4 separate regions of the Mus musculus genome follow, and regions 1, 3 and 4 are each linked to region 2. The links are chromatin contacts, called in public promoter capture Hi-C maps. All regions are on one chromosome and are shown on one strand. Each heading gives the region's core, a stretch centred on a gene start, on an enhancer-like site or on the middle of the called end of the contact. The rest is flanking DNA. Distances are from core to core; before and after follow the strand shown.

Region 1 (2,700 bases), core at 187-2,686, 760 kb after region 2:
AATGAGTGGCAAAGCTTACTAGAAATGACCTCTAAGTTGTTTTCAAGGACAAATGAAAGTTTGGGGGTGGGGCCGAGGCAAAGAAATTGGAAGGGGTTTCCAGGCAAAGGGTCTGAGATAAGGGGAGACATAGGTCAACGAGTGATAGACACACAGTGACATTTTCCCTCTTTTCTCTCACTCCCAGCCCTACCTGGCTTCACACCCTCACAGCCTCCTGCTTCTATGGATCCCACGTGCTCTTACATGGTCTGTCAGCAGTCTCTTCTTGTCTGGCTGCTCAGAGTAGCCCCAGCCCTGCATTACACCCCCCCTGCACTTTAACAGGATCCTGCCACAGTGCCTCTGCACCTCAGAGTCTGAGGAGTGCTTCATTATTGCACCAATGTTAGAGGGAAGGCCGGTAACCTTCCCGGCCCTGTGGCCCTTTTAATAGTAAATTTCATGAGCTGTGAATTTGCAAAAAGGCATGTTCTCTGCCCTGACACTTTGAGCTATCTTCTCATACAGCTCTTCTTGACAGCATGTCTTAGGGAGCTAATTAGGCTATGGTGTGGGGCTGGTTCTTTGACTCATTTCTACTGAGCACCTAAGAGCAGAATCTCCCCCCAGCACTCTGTAACCTAGTATAGGGTCGAAGGGTCGAAGGCTTACCATGAACAACCAGCTAAAGGTTTCAAGCCTCACTTTGCTCCTGGCTAAGAAGAAGGATGGGGGAGGGGCATCCCTGAGCTTCAGTGTTCTCATTACAAAATGAGATTGAAGGTCCATTGTTAAGGATTAGAGACCATAGGTGTGCTACATGTGACAGGTGTGCTATGGGGACAAAGCCAGAATTATACAGTAGGCACTACTTAAGAAATGACATAGAACCACCCTGATGGTGCAGAAAAGGGGTGGCATATGTGAAGGGATCAGAGCAGACTGTATTCAGACAGAGCTAGCACTGGAAAAGGCGGCTGAGCACTAAACAGAAAACTGTACACAGAGCTTTGTAGGCAAAGGAAGTTAAATACATAAACAAATTCTCATAGACAAGCTTGCATATGGCATATTTGGGAGACCAAGCACTCATCTGTCCCCCCTACACACACACACACACACACACACACACACACACACACACAAACACACCCCTACACCGCCATCCAGTTTGTGAATTTGGGGGGGAGGGTAGGGTGGGAACATTCTTTTTAAAAAAAAAAACAGAGCTCTCAAAAACATTTTTTTTTTTTTACATTGACTAGGTTGCCTTTGCTGTAAAGATGAAAATGATGGGAAATAAATTTTTCCAGAAGATCTGGTCCATATGCTGCTGCCCGCCATGGCTGGAGTCTCGGATTCAACCATTGTGTTGGCTGCCTGCTGCCCAGACTGAGTGGGGTGAACTCAGGACAGAGCCTTGCTTTGGCATGAATACCTCTGCCTTCTCTTGCTGACACATTCCCTCCACCACTCAAGAATGCACAGAGCCCTTGCCAGGTTGAGAATGCCTGACTGTGACAGCAGCGTTTGCAAAGTAAAGAGCCTATTTATGAAGATAATGGCAGTGCCCAGACCAGGCCCACCGTGGGAGAATCTTGGCTCGTAATTAGCAAGAACAGTGCATTTTAATGAGGATGCCTGGTAGGCAGTCGGCTCCTGCCTGGACTGCCAACAAATCTGGGCCAGAGGGAGTGTTGGCAGTGAGGACAAGGAGCAGGTGAGGGGAACAACATAGAAGAAAATGTGCTCATCTTTCGGAAACTTGAAAGCTTTAGGATGGTTTCATTTCCCCATTACCCTGGCTGTCGTCCCTTGGGCTGTTTCTCTGGAAGCAAACAGCTTGGAGAAGATATATCAGATCTGGTAACTAGCAATCCCAAACATTGCTGGAGTGAACAGCAAAGGCCTAGGGGCCTTGGGGTGGAGGCTCAGAAATGTGGGCATTTTATTTTTCCTGAAAGGCAATTAGGCCATTGCTATGAAGCCTGTGGAGAAACTGGAATCTCAAAGCTTTCTGAAGAGAACAGCTATGGCTTTTGAAGCTGTGAGCCCTGGTGGAGGTGATCATTATTACCAAGGTTAGCTTAAGTCAGAGCCTTTGAGCTTTGTTGCTGGAGGCTGACAGACTACCGCTGAGGGGTATGACCTAAGGAAAATGGGACTTCTCAGCCTCTCTGTTGTTTCAGAGTTCTGGCTCAGGGAGAATGGGCTTCCCATTGAACAGGGTGAATGTTCATGCATAGGTGATTATAGCAATTCCAAGATAGGTGAAGGGACTGTGATATGCCGAATCCTGGGTACCACGAGCGTCTTAGTCAGTGTTCTATTACTGTAAAGAGACACCATGACCATGGCAGCTCTTACAAAAGAAAGCATTTAATGAAGGCTGGCTAACAGTTTCAGAAGTTTAGTCCATTGTTGTCACGATGGGGAGCATGGAGGCATGCAGGTAGACATGGTGCTGCAGATGCAGTTGAAAATTTTACTTCTGGACCCACAGGAAACAGGAAGAGAGAGATGGAAAACAGGAAGAGAGAGACAGGAAACAGGAAGAGAGACACACACTAGGCCTTGCTTGAGTTTTGAAACCTCAAAAGCCAACCCTAGAAACATACTTCCTCCAACAAGGCCACACCTCCTAAACCTTCTCAAGTAGTGCCACTTCCTGATGACTAAGCGTTCAAATACATGAGCCTGTAGGAGCCATTCTTATTC
Region 2 (2,700 bases), core at 96-2,595:
GACTGGAGCTATCCAGAGTGGCCGGTCCTGTGCCAACAGAGCACTCATAAAGTCCAGTCTGGGAGAGGAGGTGGGAGAGAGAACAGGCTCTTACAACCACAATCGCCACCCCCCCCAGCCCCCCAAGCAGGTAACTCAGCTCTGCTGCCCTCCCGGCATGATATAGGGAGTGTCAACAAATATCCTGTAGTCCGTGTATATTGTCCTCCCAGGCCCTAGAACCAACCAAGAATGCCTAGAACAGCCCCTTCGTGGAGACTTTAGGGTAAGCAGGTGGTTAGGTGTGAAGGAAGAGTGGGAGACGATTGGGAGGCTGGCTTAGATGCTTTCCGGGTTTGTCTACGGCTAAGACTCTGGGTTTGAAATGAGGAACTAATCGGTTTGAGGAAGTCACTTGACCCCCTGAGGCCTCCTGCTCCTCTGCCCTCTCCTTTTCTAGCCCCCCACCCACCCACCCCAAGGCTGCTATGATGTGGCCAAATGATCCCTCAAACCAAGTAGCTTGGTTCTCTCTTGGTCCAGCCCCCAGCTCCTGGTGAAGGCTAGGTCTTTCACCTTTCCTAGGCCGAGGTTTCCTTATGTGTAGCATAAAGTGACAACTTCTCCCAGGAGGTCTGTGTGCACAAACCAGTAGACTTCCAAACGTGAGCTGTGGTTCTTCGGCCTCCTGAAACATTGTGGTCTATCTGGCCTTGCTAAAGCAAAGCTTCACCCAGCTCCGCGCCACCACCGAGGAGGCCGCAGTCTCTACGCCTCGTCCCCTAGGTCTGGCCCCTAAAACGCCACCAGGAGTCGCCCTTCGCCCACCGAAGCAGGCCAAGCTAATAACTCCTGCGGACCAGGGCGGGCTGCCCCTTGGCGCTGGATGGTGAAGTGTACCCCAGCTCCTCACTTGGGGGTCAGTCCTCTGCAGCGCCCACCCGGAGCCCCCCCATCCCCGGCCCGCCGTCTCCCGATCGTCCGGATCAGGGAAGCTGCAAGTTTGGCTCTGTCTGTTCCGGCCTCCCCGCCTCGCCGCTCGGCTACCTAGGTCCGGGTCCCCAGCTAAAGACCCCGCCGGCGAGCGGAGACTCCGGCGGCCGCGGCCCGGAAGGGACGCCCCCTCCCCGGCCGGCCGCGTGCGGGACCGCCGCAGTTCCCTCACTGCCCGCCGGGCGGCGCCTCAGCGCCTTTCCGCGCGCCTCCCGCGCTGCCCGCTCCCGGCTCGCTCGCAGCCGGACACAGACTCTGCCTTCGGCTGCTGGCGGATCGAGCTGGAGCCGCCGCCGCCGCCGCTGCGGAAGAAAAAAAAAAAAAGAAAAAAAAAAAAAAAAGGGAAAACAACAGCCGGGCCGCCGGCCGAGCAACGTCGGGTCCCCAGCTTGGCGCCCGGAGTGCGGAGCCGCCCAGGTAAGGGCAGCAGCCCCCGCGCCGCCCCCGACCGGCGCCCTACGCTGTCTCCCCGCGCCCCCCGGGGCTGCGCCGCACCCCGACTTCTGACGTCTCCGCCGCTAGCTCCCTCCGGGCCGCGGCCCGCACCCTGCCTGGCCCCGCTCCCGCCTCCAGCTGCCCAGTCCCCTGCACTCTGATGCCTGCGACCCCGGATTCTCCGCTGAGCCCCCGCCACCTTGCCCCGTACTTCCCCTAGTCTCCATCCCTGCCTGCTTCCCCCTGCGCCTCCTCTCCTCCGCTCCGATCCTCCTTCTGTGATCCTCCCTCTTCCCAGTCCAACTCCCAGCCCAGCCTCTGCCCCCTGCAGGGATGACGGCCCCTTCCCGACACTGGCGATTCTACCCCGCCTCGTCACCCTCGGCTTCTCCTACGGGCCGCTCTTGCCCGCCACAGTCTTCCATCAGACCAGCCCGGCTTCTGAGCCCCCTTCTCCCTTCCCTCTTTGCCATCTGTCTTGACCACCCCTGCTCGGGCCCTGGACTCCGGCCACCACCACACCCCCAACCCTGCACGCCGTCTTGCTTTGGGCCAAGCCAGCGTCCTATCAGAAATGACCCTCCTTCTTGCGACTAATGGGCCTCTTAGCCATCCCACCCTAGTTCACCCGAGTGGGAAGTAAGGGAAAAACTCTGGAGACCTGCATTGGGCGCTGGAGGGGGAAGGGGATCAGTGGAGGGGGAGGGGAGCTAAGGAGATGTTCTTTAGTGAGGACCGGGCAGAGCCGGAGTGGTTCCGACCCAGCTTGGGGTGGAAGGCGCCCTGGTGACGGCTGGGACAGGGGGTTTGTCCAAGGCGCCAAGAGCACCTGTGCCTCCCTCCCTGGGCTCCCTGGAGCTGAGGAAAGTGAGGGAGGAGGTGGAGCCTGGGGAGAGTTGGCCCAGGGCTTTGGGGTTGGGGGAGGCGCGACCAAAGGGATAGACAAGGCACGCGGGCCAGGTTGCCTGGCTGTAGCCAGGCTATGCAGGCTGAGCTGGTCCCCTCTTGGACCTTGGGCTGTGTGGTTCTTGGCATCTGTACTTGATGCTGCCATCTTCCTCTTGGTGCTGTTGTCTGGTGATGCCACGCGGTGCCACCTCCCTGCCTCCCTCCAGTGGCTCTTCTGGGCATGTCTCCCAGGGGCCTGGGCTGTCTGGAAAGAGGAGGGGAACTCTGGCTGGGCCTGGCCACTGTGCCTGACAAGTAGGTATCTCTTGAGACCAGGGCAGGAGGGCTGAGGGTTGGCCAAGAGGATCTGAGCCCTGCCAGGGACAAAGAGAACTATCTTCTTTT
Region 3 (2,700 bases), core at 25-2,524, 800 kb before region 2:
GAAACCATCTGACAAGAGGCCGCCAAAAGAAATGAAGTCGCCCCCAACCCCCGCCACTCTCCTAGCCCACAGCCCACCAGCTAGGAGACTGACGCCCTCCCCCTGGGGCTGTTGTCTCATACCCCAAGCCCGTGATTACGGTGATTATTTTGCATTTATGTAACACGCAGTGTTTCCAAACTGCTTCTCGAGCTGAGAACTGGTTATTAAATAAATAGAACCCTATTACATATTATTATTTTTGTGAAGAACTGAGCGGAGAAAGTGCTTTCTTGCTACATAGAGACGTGCATCCGATTGCTACCCTGCAGGGCAGGCTGTTGGGCTTCTCAACCCCTTTCTCCACGGTGCCACCTCCTGCCCCCCCTTATCCAAGCGTGACCCAACTTTTCTGGCTCCGTTCGCTCCCTACAACCCGTAGCCTTGCCCATCATCCAGCTCCAAGTCCCGGGGAGGTTCTGGTTGGGTGGGGGGCTATGGAGGGAGGCAGAGGCAATCGCCTTACCTGGGAGGAAGAAGGCGGTCAAGCCGAGAGCGAGTCCCCACCAGCGTCCAGCGGCGCCCGCAAGCCCCATCCGAGCCATCGGGGGGTGGGGGTCCGGCGAAAGGGGCTGCCAGGAGGGCGCTCCTCGCGCTCCAGAAACCAGTCTGGAAGACGAGGGCGGATCGCTGGCGGTTGGCGGGCGCTCGGAGGATCCAGGTCAGCCGCAGCCGTCGGTCGGGGCGGGGTGGGCTGGGTGGGATCCGCGCGGCCGCAATCCGGTCCCCGGCTGCCGCCGGCTCAGAGCCTCGGCAGATGCCCGCAGTAAGTTGCACGAGTCATGCCCCCTTCGCCTCCTCCGCTCTTCTCCTCGCCCCGGTCCCCGCCCTCTTCTTCCACGCAAAGCCCGGCTGGGGAGAGGGACCCACCCCCGGCGCGCCCGGCTACCGGGCTAGCGCGGCGCAGGCTCCCGGCCCTGGGCGCGCTCACACCCTCCCGCTCGGCTCCAACTTGCAGGCGTCCATGGCCGGCTGTTCTCCGAGGGTGGCCGGGCGGTGCGGAGGGCTCGGGGCCCAGGCGGTGGTGTGCGGCTAGGGCGGCCAGCTGCCCGCGGGGCTCGGGGCTGCACGGTCTCGGAGGACCGAGGGGAGCGAGCCGGGTGCGCCACGGGTCCCCACCGCGGCCGCTGCGCTCGGTGCGGGCGATCCGCAACAATGTGGAGCTGCCCCGGTGCCGAGGCGAGCCGCGCTCTCTCCTCTCCCTCTCTTTCTCTCACTCGCCGATCCAGCCTCTCACCCGCTCTCCCGTGATGTCAGCCCGGGGGGAGGGGTTAGCATTAACCCCCTCCTGGCTCCCACGCGCCCGGCCCAGCCCTGGCCCGGCCTCCGCCCGCGCGGCCGCACCTCCCAGTCCTAAGCAGCTGTGGCTGCGAGCGTGGCCGTGGGGTTCGGCTCAGGGCCCCAAGCTAGCAAGATGCCCCTTGGGTCGCCGTTCGGTCGTGGAAAGGGCCGGAGGGCGGGCTGCCCTCCTCGGTCGCTGACAAAGGGAGGCAGTGACCCCTAGCGGCCGGCAAGGGGGAGAAGCTGCTCGGTAGGGGTGGAGTTAAGATGAGGAGGGGGGCTGCCGTAGGGATCCGTGTGAACGCTGGATCTGGCATTGTCCGAGCTCCGAGGGCTTTTCTGACTCTCTGGTCCGACCCTGGGACCATTTCGCAGATGAGGAAACAAAGGCCCAGAGGAGGGCATGGAGAGTGGCAGAAAGAAGCAGAGCACAGGCTAGAACTGTTGCCAAAGCTTCTGCTCCCCAAGATCTGGACACCAGACGGAAACAGCTTTGCGGAGGACCAACCGCGAAAGCTGTGAAGAGTTGAGGCAAGACAAGACATTAGTGGGTGAGAGATCAGGGCACTCAGGTTTCTAGTGGGTCTTCTTTAATCCTTATTGCCTTCAGGGGGTCCTTGTCCCGAAATCGAAGCATTCTGCTTTCCCCAAAGAGCGACAAACCAAGTGGGCTCCCATTGCCTTCACCTCGTTTCTGAGTGGTTTGCGGGATTCCCGCGAAAGTGGCCCATCCAGTCGGTGTCCCAGAACGGCCAGGACTCTCCGCCCCATCCTGTTCGCCACCCACCACATCCGGGTGGCTTCTTGCCAAGGTGACTGAGCCCGAGGGGCCCTTAGCAGCCTGAAGCCTGGACCTTCTGTCCCCATCCTTGGACTAGGAGAGGCAGACAGACAGGGTTTCCCAGTCAAGAGAACAGAACTCCCTCGTTCGGGGCTGAGCAGACCACACCCACTTTGCCCTTTGCCCTTAGCCCAGCCCCAAGGGCACAGAGGCTTGGGGTAGCGCCAAATTCTGATAAAATGTAAATTTTCCTTTCGGAGAATGGGAGGGGCAGGACAATGGAAGAGAGGGACAGTTTCCCACTCTTGGGCCCACGGGCTCAGCCTGCTAAAGAAGTCACTCCACTCAAAAGGAATGCTCTCTGTATCCTTTTATGCTTCACCCGTGTAACTCAGGACAAACTGTCTACCACACTACCGCCTGACTTGGGAATGCATTGTGTGGTCTCATAGTTGGTCCTTGCCCCACAGGAGCGGGGTCTAGTGGGGATGGGGGGGGGGGGGAGACACAGAAACAGAAGTTCTATAGAATCACTCACCGCAGCACGGCATTGTGGGGGTTTTCAGATTCAGGACATCTACGTTAGCCTGGGCTGGGAG
Region 4 (2,743 bases), core at 202-2,701, 520 kb after region 2:
TTTGTATGTCAGTGTCTTCACGCCTCCCACACTTGGTACTGTCTGCTGGGTGGAACAGCAGTGTTTCCTGTTCGGGGCCTTCCTTCCTCCCCAGGATCCAGACGTTGCCTGGCAGTGTAGCACTGCTCAGTATATGACTGTGCTCATGAGGAAGCCGGTTAGGTCAGGCAAAGGGCCGCCCTATCCTAGAAAGCATTTGTGCTAGCCTGGTCAAGGTGAGGGGGTTATTCTGAATGGAAGTAGTGGAGGTAAGAGAGGAGACAGCATGGCTGTGGCACTTGCTGTTCTTTCTTACTGTGGTAGGAAATTGCTGGAAGTTTGATGGGGGGCTGTGGGGATTTCAAAGGGTGGGCTTGGGTTCTGGTTATAAGGAGGGCCTGAGAGAGACCTGGAGAGCAAATTGCTCATTGAGACTATAGGAAACAAGGCTGACTCTAGACACTGAAAGAGGATGCCTGCTTTGGGCTAAATTATAGAATTTAGTCCTGGGGAAACACATTGCGCATTTCTGCTTGTTTTTGAGTATTTACAGTCACGATCCCTCTAGGGCAACGCAACCATCTTTCAGGATGGCGGGAGCCTCCACACTTAAAGCCCAGCACATGTGTCATTACTGCTTTGCCCTTAACTGATGCCAATCACACTGCTTCTGTTTATGAGTTTCCCTTCATCTTGCCTTTGCTTTCTCTCTCCATCTCCTCTGAGAGATTGGATGTAAATTGCTTCTTTAGCGCTGAGCTAATATGTAGTCCTGTTTAATTTTAAAGAGAGAAAAAACAAAAGGAAGCAAGTTCCTCTAGGATCTCAACCTGATTGTATCTTTGGGGGTTCAGTGGCTTCTTGATTTTGAGCGCAGTGAGTGACCTAGCTGATTTGAGGTGTCCCTTTCTTGAGACCTTAAAATTTCAAACTTTATCAAACGAGTTATAAGAGCCATGGTTCCAGAGGACAGTGCCGATGGACCAGTGGACAGAGGAGTGCTGCTGTCAGAGACCAGGGGTAAAGCTTCCTTAAGCTTTGCTTTGCTTTCACTCTCCCCAAAGCTGTGTCCTGAGGGATGCTTGAGCTCTTGGGACAGCTTCTTTAGAATGTCAAGGATTAGGCGCCCAGTTCCTCGAGTGCTTGCTTAGTGTCACCAACGGCATGCTTTGTGAAGTATGGAGAGTGGCTTTTCCTGCTAGAGACTCATGGCTCTTCTTAGCTGAGTTGATTGTATCTCCTGTGATTGTGAGGCAGGGCAGCAGGCTGTATTTGGACACCACCCCAATGAAGGCCCGTTTTGTCTCCAACACTGGAGGAATCCTAGCGCACTGTGTCCCTTCCCTCATATTCCTTCCACACAGAGGACCTGCTGTTGTGAAGAGCATTCTTCGCCTGGACACAGGTCTCCTGGGGTTCTCGGCATTGCCAAGCTCCATCATCCTCTGTCAGGGTGGTGACACAGCACTGCTCACATTCATCTGGGAGTCTGATGGGAGACAAAAGGGGCTTTCTCCTCCCAGCTCCTCGGAGACCCTCTGAAATGTTAGCTTTCCCTGTGACCTGCAGGCTTTGTCATGCCAGTCACCCAGGCCTTGCTTCTGACTTCTTGCCTCTTTCTCAGCCTCGGCCCAGCAGGAGGTAGCTGCCTTCCTAATCTCTAAAGCAGATACAGAGGAGGATTTCAAAGAAGAGGCACAGTGAGGCCCCCCAAGTGCTTCTGGTCTTGGAGACACTGTCTTTCTTCTCTGAACTTTAGCCTTGGCCAGAACAAGTAGCCAGCTTTGCCTTTTTGTTGTTGTTGTCTTGTTTGTTTAATTTTTAAAAATGAAAAAAATTAATAAGAATAATAAGATACTATTTTCCTGTATTTATAGCTAATGAGTTTATTTTTCACATTATTTTATTTTAATTAAAAAGAAAGACTATTTCAGGAAAAATGGGGTGCTTAAGCCTTACCGCTTATCCTCTTTCTCACTCTAGGAGGTCACCAGAGCAAGAATACCTTTAAAGATGTGTTTTATTTTGTAACTGTGTGTGTGCGTGCACACCCAAGTGCAGGTATGTGTGCATGCACACCCAAGTGCAGGTATGTGTGCATGCACACCCAAGTGCAGGTATGTGTGCGTGCACACCCAAGTGCAGGTATGTGTGCATGCACACCCAAGTGCAGGTATGTGTGCGTGCACACCCAAGTGCAGGTGCCCGCAGAGGCCAGAGAGTTGGTCCGATCCCCCTGGAGCTGGAGTTTTGGCAGGTTTGCACTCACATCCTCTGCAAAGCTCGTAAGTATACATAACTGTTGTGCCATTGCTCCAGCTCCTCAGGTCAGAAACCTGGTGTACATAAATCTTTGGTATCTCTTTAAAATCAACAACAACATAGAAAGTAGGGCTTACACTTCTGTGTCAATGACATATCTTCCCATGGTCTTTTCAGTTTCTGTTTTGTTGGAAACAGTATTAAACTTGAATGCCAATCTTTTACACTATGGCTTACTCTTTAAAATTTACTTTATACCCAGGAGTGGTGGCATACACCTTTGATCTCAGCACTCTGAAGATAGAGGCAGGTGGGTCTCTGAGTTAGGCCAGCCTGGTCTACAGATCAAGTTCCAGGACAGTCAGGGCTGTTACACAGAGAAACCCTGTCTCAAAAGATATGTGTGTGTGTGTGTGTGTGTGTGTGTGTGTGTGTGTGTGTGTGTGTGTGTGTTTTCCCCACCATATCTCCCTCCCAGCCTCTGAATTCTTTTTTTGTTTTG

What was found. Promoter capture Hi-C pulls out the DNA fragments that hold promoters and counts their contacts. Capture Hi-C pulls out chosen DNA fragments and counts their contacts.
Region 1: a contact with region 2 is called in a promoter capture Hi-C map of hippocampal neurons, with 2.1 times the contacts expected there. The contact joins the enhancer-like site here to the promoter of Grik4 in region 2. A contact is called at or near these places in 5 of 39 promoter capture datasets (the 3T3-L1 cell line, the C10 cell line, frontonasal cranial neural crest and 2 more) and 1 of 115 datasets of contacts at active chromatin or transcription factors (embryonic stem cells).
Region 3: a promoter capture Hi-C map of pancreatic islet shows a contact between it and region 2. The contact joins the promoter of Nectin1 here to the promoter of Grik4 in region 2. A contact is called at or near these places in 3 of 39 promoter capture datasets (liver and stem cell-derived epiblast-like cells) and 1 of 9 other capture datasets (pancreatic islet).
Region 4: a contact with region 2 is called in a promoter capture Hi-C map of stem cell-derived epiblast-like cells, with 4 times the contacts expected there. The contact joins the enhancer-like site here to the promoter of Grik4 in region 2. A contact is called at or near these places in 12 of 39 promoter capture datasets (3T3-L1-derived adipocytes, the C10 cell line, the SN4741 cell line and 8 more), 1 of 484 Hi-C or Micro-C datasets (embryonic fibroblasts) and 15 of 115 datasets of contacts at active chromatin or transcription factors (VIP interneurons, craniofacial prominence, differentiating embryonic stem cells and 9 more).

Annotation. Positions count from the first base shown.
Region 1 is chr9:42,182,482-42,185,181 of GRCm38.p6, reverse strand. It overlaps 4930546K05Rik (RIKEN cDNA 4930546K05 gene), which reads left to right. Exons shown (of 7, transcript NR_040754.1): 7 at 1,248-2,700. Among named protein-coding and RNA genes, the nearest start is that of Gm36390, 8.1 kb to the left of the region's middle. Within about 2 kb of position 1,436, at least 79 of the 459 cell types and tissues checked have an H3K27ac peak or open chromatin away from gene starts, as enhancers often do. A contact at or near this core is called in hippocampal neurons, where this site is marked.
Region 2 is chr9:42,943,016-42,945,715 of GRCm38.p6, reverse strand. Grik4 (glutamate receptor, ionotropic, kainate 4) reads left to right here and starts at 1,345. Exons shown (of 21, transcript NM_175481.5): 1 at 1,345-1,389.
Region 3 is chr9:43,742,528-43,745,227 of GRCm38.p6, reverse strand. It overlaps Nectin1 (nectin cell adhesion molecule 1), which reads right to left and starts at 1,274. Exons shown (of 6, transcript NM_021424.3): 1 at 506-1,274. The coding sequence starts at 584. The region is part of intron 3 of Gm46108 (a long non-coding RNA gene); the gene reads left to right.
Region 4 is chr9:42,425,544-42,428,286 of GRCm38.p6, reverse strand. The region is part of intron 7 of Tbcel (tubulin folding cofactor E-like); the gene reads left to right. Among named protein-coding and RNA genes, the nearest start is that of Tecta, 27 kb to the right of the region's middle. Within about 2 kb of position 1,451, at least 20 of the 459 cell types and tissues checked have an H3K27ac peak or open chromatin away from gene starts, as enhancers often do.